Regions from separate parts of the Gossypium hirsutum genome. Here region 2 is linked to region 1. Evidence: chromatin contacts called from public Hi-C data. All regions are on one chromosome and are shown on one strand. Each heading gives the region's core, a stretch centred on a gene start, on an enhancer-like site or on the middle of the called end of the contact. The rest is flanking DNA. Distances are from core to core; before and after follow the strand shown.

The links. A called contact is a pair of places that touch in the nucleus more often than the background predicts.
Region 2: a Hi-C map of leaf shows a contact between it and region 1, with 3 times the contacts expected there. The contact joins the promoter of LOC107901705 here to the enhancer-like site in region 1. A contact is called at or near these places in 2 of 34 Hi-C or Micro-C datasets (both in leaf).

Annotation. Positions count from the first base shown.
Region 1 is chrD06:49,630,359-49,633,243 of Gossypium_hirsutum_v2.1, reverse strand. No RefSeq gene overlaps it. Among protein-coding and RNA genes, the nearest start is that of LOC107900370, 30 kb to the left of the region's middle. Within about 2 kb of position 1,278, at least 2 of the 9 cell types and tissues checked have an H3K27ac peak or open chromatin away from gene starts, as enhancers often do. A contact at or near this core is called in leaf, where this site is marked.
Region 2 is chrD06:49,778,548-49,781,462 of Gossypium_hirsutum_v2.1, reverse strand. It overlaps LOC107901705 (ras-related protein RABA1c), which reads left to right and starts at 1,398. Exons shown (of 2, transcript XM_016827797.2): 1 at 1,398-1,967. The coding sequence starts at 1,747.

The DNA of each region.
Region 1 (2,885 bases), core at 29-2,528:
GATTTTATGTTTCTTAAGCTTGGTTATTTGGATTTGGATGTTTAGTGTTGATCCAATTGTTTAGTTTCTAAGCAACAATATATTTTCATGTGTTATCCATTACATGTTATATTTGCATAATTGAAGAAGTTTTTTTTTGGGGGGGGAGGTTTATAAATTTAAAGATATGGGATGCCTCTATTTTAAAAGCTGAAAGCTTCGGTTAGTAAATTTAAGGATCAAATTGATAGAATATACAAGTATTGAGGACTAAATGTATTTTTATGCCAGTTAGAAAAAGGTCATATCATTATTTCCGTTATCAATTTAATAGCGGATGACCAAAATAAAAATTAATATAAAATTTAATACCTAAAATGAAAATTTTTAAAATTAACTTAAAAAAAAAAGTGAACATAATTGGGTGATCATTTGTATAGTTTAGGTTTATTTTAGTAGCTCCACAACTTCCCAAATCCATCCCCCTTTAAATCACACATATATTTAGCTTTTATTGGCGTATACCCTAGTGACACACCAGCTCTGTTTTGAAACCTCTAAGGGGGGTCTCTCTATCTGTCCCAATAATCTTCTGATATTTGGATATGTTTTTAAACCCATCAGTTTTATCTGTTTCCTTTGTCCATTTGTGCATGACATCTCCCTCTCAGTTTGTGAAAGGAGGCTCTACTTTCTACCCATTTTGTCTATATGTTGAAGCTGTTTTTCCCTTTTTTATCTTCCCGTCCAGTGAATCCGGACTCACATGACCAAACTATCTTCCTTGCTTGCATCTTGCCAAACACTATGCTTTAAGTTTTACTTTGGAAATAAACAATTGTTTTACCCAAAACAAGAGGCTAAAGGCAATATGTAAATGTATGTCTCATTTGGGTTTAGGTTTTCTTTCTACTATTTTCATGTCGAAAACCAGTATTAGCAAATATATTTTATATATCTATAGATCAGATTTATGATGTAAATATATATTTTTTCTTTCTTAAAGTTTGTCATTGATTACTGGGATGTAGTACAAGCCTTATGGGGATACCCAATCTGTTGTTTTGCAAGGAAATGAAGAATCTCAAACTCTGTAAAATTATCAGAAAGCTGAAATACTCTTCAGCTCTGCATCGTAACAGCGTCTACAGTCCTATAAATAACACAGGGCAAAGTTACAAATTCCAAAAACAGCGAATGTAAATCCAAGTTATCCCTTTGATTGCAGTGTAACCCCTCTAACAAGCCTGAAAAAGAACAAAGAAAGAACAAACCATTTATGGGCCATAAATCCATATAAATCATATGTCGGGCTTGACATTTGGCCCAAAAGAACATGCCTTTAGAAAATGCAGCTTCGAGCTTCTGCATAAATCAGAAGTTTTAGGTTCATTTGGCTGGTTGACTAATGGGGACATCCACACCAGATATAGAAAATAGAGAACATTCTTTGGATCTTCCATGCCAAAGGTATTCTCCAAAACTCCCTTTTTTTTCTCTCTATTTGTGAAAATACAGTTGGGTGCTGATGAAAACATTCAAGGAAGCATATTGGTTTATATTGGCGATTATTCACTGGAATTCTTAAATATGAACAATCAGGTGGCAGTCAATGTCATTCATTCAAGAATAAAAAGCAACATTTAGGCATTGTTCCATTGAATATGCTTGTTTCCAGGACAGCATAAATAAGGGAGAATTAAGGCAGTGTGGCAAACCCAACCAAGGGCGATGACTTAAGGTGCAACTGCATTACAGGGCAATTTCTCCATTGGCAGAATGTCACTTTAAAGCTCATTCTTTTTTTTTTTGGTGAAATTTAAAGCTCATTCTTTGATGTAGTGTAGTGTGCACTCTGCCAAAGGAGATTTGTCCGGCTATTCTTTTGCACTACAAACTCAATGAATTACTCTATTGAGATTCAAAGAAGACAATGTTTCCTTTCCTTTTTTCTTTGTAGCAAACCCTTGTTTTGTTTGTTAATATGGCTTATATAAATGCTTAATCATTATTTATTTTCCTGATATTTTGCCTCTCCAAATTCTAGAGTTTGAGACCATCATGAATTCGAAATTATTTTCTGATTCAGACACTAAAATTCTTTTGCTTTCCCTCTCCAGGTATAATTCGGAAGTGAAGTACTGATATTTCTAGTTGAACATAGGTCTGCTCTTCTATTTAATGGGAGATTCGAAACAAATTTCTGATAAACTGGATGAACCAATTTCTCCAAACATGTCCAAATTTGATGTCCGGTTGGGACATGTTCTAAGGATAATGAAATGGACAGAGAAAGGCTTAGCGAAGAGAGTTGATTCTTAGGTGGAGTCTAGATATTAATAACCAACGTTATTTATCTGTGTCGATGATATCCTAAAGAAATATATGCAGTCGCCTTTGTGTTTTTTATTACGAGTTATGACCACTTTTGTTGCTTTGTGAAGCCGGTTTTATATCTTCTTTTTCCATATGGAAATTTGAAAATTATGTTTTTAAAATATATCAATGTGTTTATAAATAATATACAATAGATAATAAAATGTAAATTTTAAAATTAATAATAACACATATGTAATATTAATGAAATTAAAAAAATTAAATTATAAATAAAAATAACTTTAAATAAGAAAATTCATCATATTAAGAATATTAAATGCACTTCAATTGTTTATTATAACATTTTCATTTTTTTTTAAGTTGATATCGAATTAACTTGTAATACTAACTCAATTGACGACATTATCAATAAAATTATGACGTACCTATGATATGAGTAAAAATAATCATATAATATATTTATAAAGATTTCATATAAAAACTCTGAACTGACAAAATTTGGATAGCATATGTTTGGTGTTTTGAGTTCAAGTCTAATCTTAATCATGGATTCCTTTCTAGATTTTATA
Region 2 (2,915 bases), core at 149-2,648, 150 kb before region 1:
AAAGCTTTTCAATCAAAATGGAAAATTTACATATTAGGTTCCTAAATATTTTAGGTCATCACATTTCAGTCCAATGCCGCCGATTGAGTAGGCGGCACCCATAAAAATATATATATTTTTAAAACCTGATGTGACTAATGGCTGGGGAGAGGGGTGCCGCTGATTGGTCAAGCAGCACCGATTTTTTACTGTAGCTCTTACCTAGATTCGTAAATATTATTGCCTTTATCTCATTTCAGTATTTATTTAATTATTTTGGTAAAAAACCCTAAAAAAACATTTTAGAAATTAATTTCCAATAGCAATATTTTGAGAAATCAAATATTAATATTTTATTATGAAAAAGGGCAAATATGTTCTATTTTTTAATAACAAAATCAAGAAGAAGAAGAAGAAGAAGAAGAAAGAGACTACAATAAATAGTATACACCACTCTTAGCATAAAACGATAATCAAAATCCATTTTTTTTTAAAATTAGACCCGTGGTTAAACCGATCAGACCACCTGTTCCCGATTTAACCAGTCTATTTGGTTCAAAGCAAATAAATTATCAAAAAAAATAAAAAATATTAAAAATTAAAGTAAAATTAGGTTCAACCAATTTAACTATCGATTCAACTAGTTTTTGAGTTTGGTTCAACCGATCTGTACTGGCTCCTGGGTCTACTAGTTTTTTGTCACTCTCCAAATCGATACCCCGACCACTTTGATCCAATCAATTCGGCCAATTGATTCAATTGGGTTCAGACAACATTGCTAATATATCATCGAAAGCATTCAACTTGAAGGTTCTTTTTTGACAATTCTGTTGTACACCTTTGAAAAAAACTTAGAAAAATGTTTAACCAAATCACCTAATTACAAGTTAATACTAAAATTTCTAATGGTATACCAATATTTGTAACAAATATTTCTAGCTTGTATAGGTTAGAAATTTTGGTATAATAATGATTCAAACCCATGCAATTTTTGGGGAAAGTAGATACTTTGACAATAAGCCACAACTTGGATTCAACGAGTTATTCCTAGTAAAATTATCATGAATGTTCTTTTATTAAGAGTCGAATTACATTTTGCCATCTTAACTAAAAAAATGGCAATTTAGTCTCTATATGTTAGATTAAAAAATAAATTAATTTTTTATTAAAATTTTTATCTATTTCTATGATTAAAAATTGATTCATATGCGTTAACATGAGTGGCACTGTCTGATTATTTCATCAGTTACATTAACTTTTAATAATATAAAAATTAATTTACTTATTTTTTTATTAAAAACAGAAAAATACAAATTAATCTTAATACATCGTTATTCGTGTTATTAAAAATAAAAGGGAAAAGAACCCGAAAAATCAACAAGTAGTGTCGTGAAATTACAACATTCCCACTTCAAAAGACCGTATATAACAATGGTTAAATTGACCCATAAATCCTCATTTTCCAGCAGCAAAAAGACGTTATAGGTGAAAAATTTTGAAGGCATTGAAGTCATTCCAGAAAAGGCCCCAACTTTCAAGGATATTTCCCCACATTTTCTGGAGTCCAACGGAGCAGACATTCAGTCTTTCACATTTCCAACTCATACCAAAACCAAAACAACTAGATTTTTTTTTCTTAGGCAGATCTCAAAAGAAGAGGCTTTTAATATACTTAGAAGCCGCGTGCCATCTCCTCTTTCACACACTCGTTTATTTACTTGACGCAAAGAAAGAGGGTAACAGCTGTGGTTCTGTGAAAGAGTAAAGATGTCTGGTTACAGAGCTGAGGATGACTATGACTATCTTTTCAAGGTGGTTTTGATCGGTGATTCCGGAGTCGGAAAGTCAAATCTGCTCTCGAGGTTCACCAGGAACGAGTTTAGCCTCGAGTCCAAGTCCACTATTGGTGTTGAGTTCGCTACTCGTAGCTTGAATGTTGATGGAAAGGTCATCAAGGCTCAGATTTGGGACACTGCTGGTCAAGAAAGGTCTCACTTTTCCTACTTTCTCGTCTTCCTTTCCCTTTTTTTTTTTGATCTGGGTATTTATAGTTCTTTTCTGATTTTGTATAAAAGATTGGCAAATATCATAAGCGTATAAGGTTTTCCTTCTTCTTGGAGATTTTTTTCTTGAAATTCGTTGTTGCTTGGGAAAAGAAACTAACTTTGATTCTTGAAGAGTTTGGTTTGATCTGAAATGGGGTTTAACAAATCTCCCTTTTACCAGTATACTAGAGAAAAAAAGGGTCTTGCTTATCTAGATCTGTGAGTAGCTTGTAAGTAAATGGTGTTATGATTGCTTGTTTCTTGCAAATCTGTTGTTTAGATTTAGTATCTTTCCTAATAGGCTTGTATTGCAAATAGATCCAACATAGATTTGAAGTGCATGTCAGCAGATCTTGACTATTCTTAATCTTGTGATCATGTTATACGGGTTGTGTGCATTCATCTACAGTTAAGTGGCTTGACAAAATGAGTAACAAACGAGATGGTCATGCTTTGCATTAATATGTTCGCTTCCTGCTAGATATAAGATATATTTGTCTTCGTTACTTGCCCGCTTTCTTATTTTCTCATATGTTATCACTAGTTACAAAGAGATGATGATTGCTTACCAGGATCTTGAATCCGATTTGCGCATGGAATTTGTTAGTCTAGTGTTTAGCATCAATCTAGTCTGGTATTTTGGGATGTTGCAGGGACCTTATAGCTACAGTGTGGTAAATTGATTATGGAAGAAATGGCTTGAACAAGTAAATGATGTTAGTTTCTAGAGGGAGGGACCTTTCAAGTCCTTGAGTGGCAACTTTTAGGGTGTGCCTTGTTAACAAAGAAAAGTGAGATGAAAGAAAATAGGAGATGTATGATCATTTTCCATCCGAATGCATAAAAACAAATCATCCCAATTTGGAATGACAAGAAGAGATAAAATGAGAA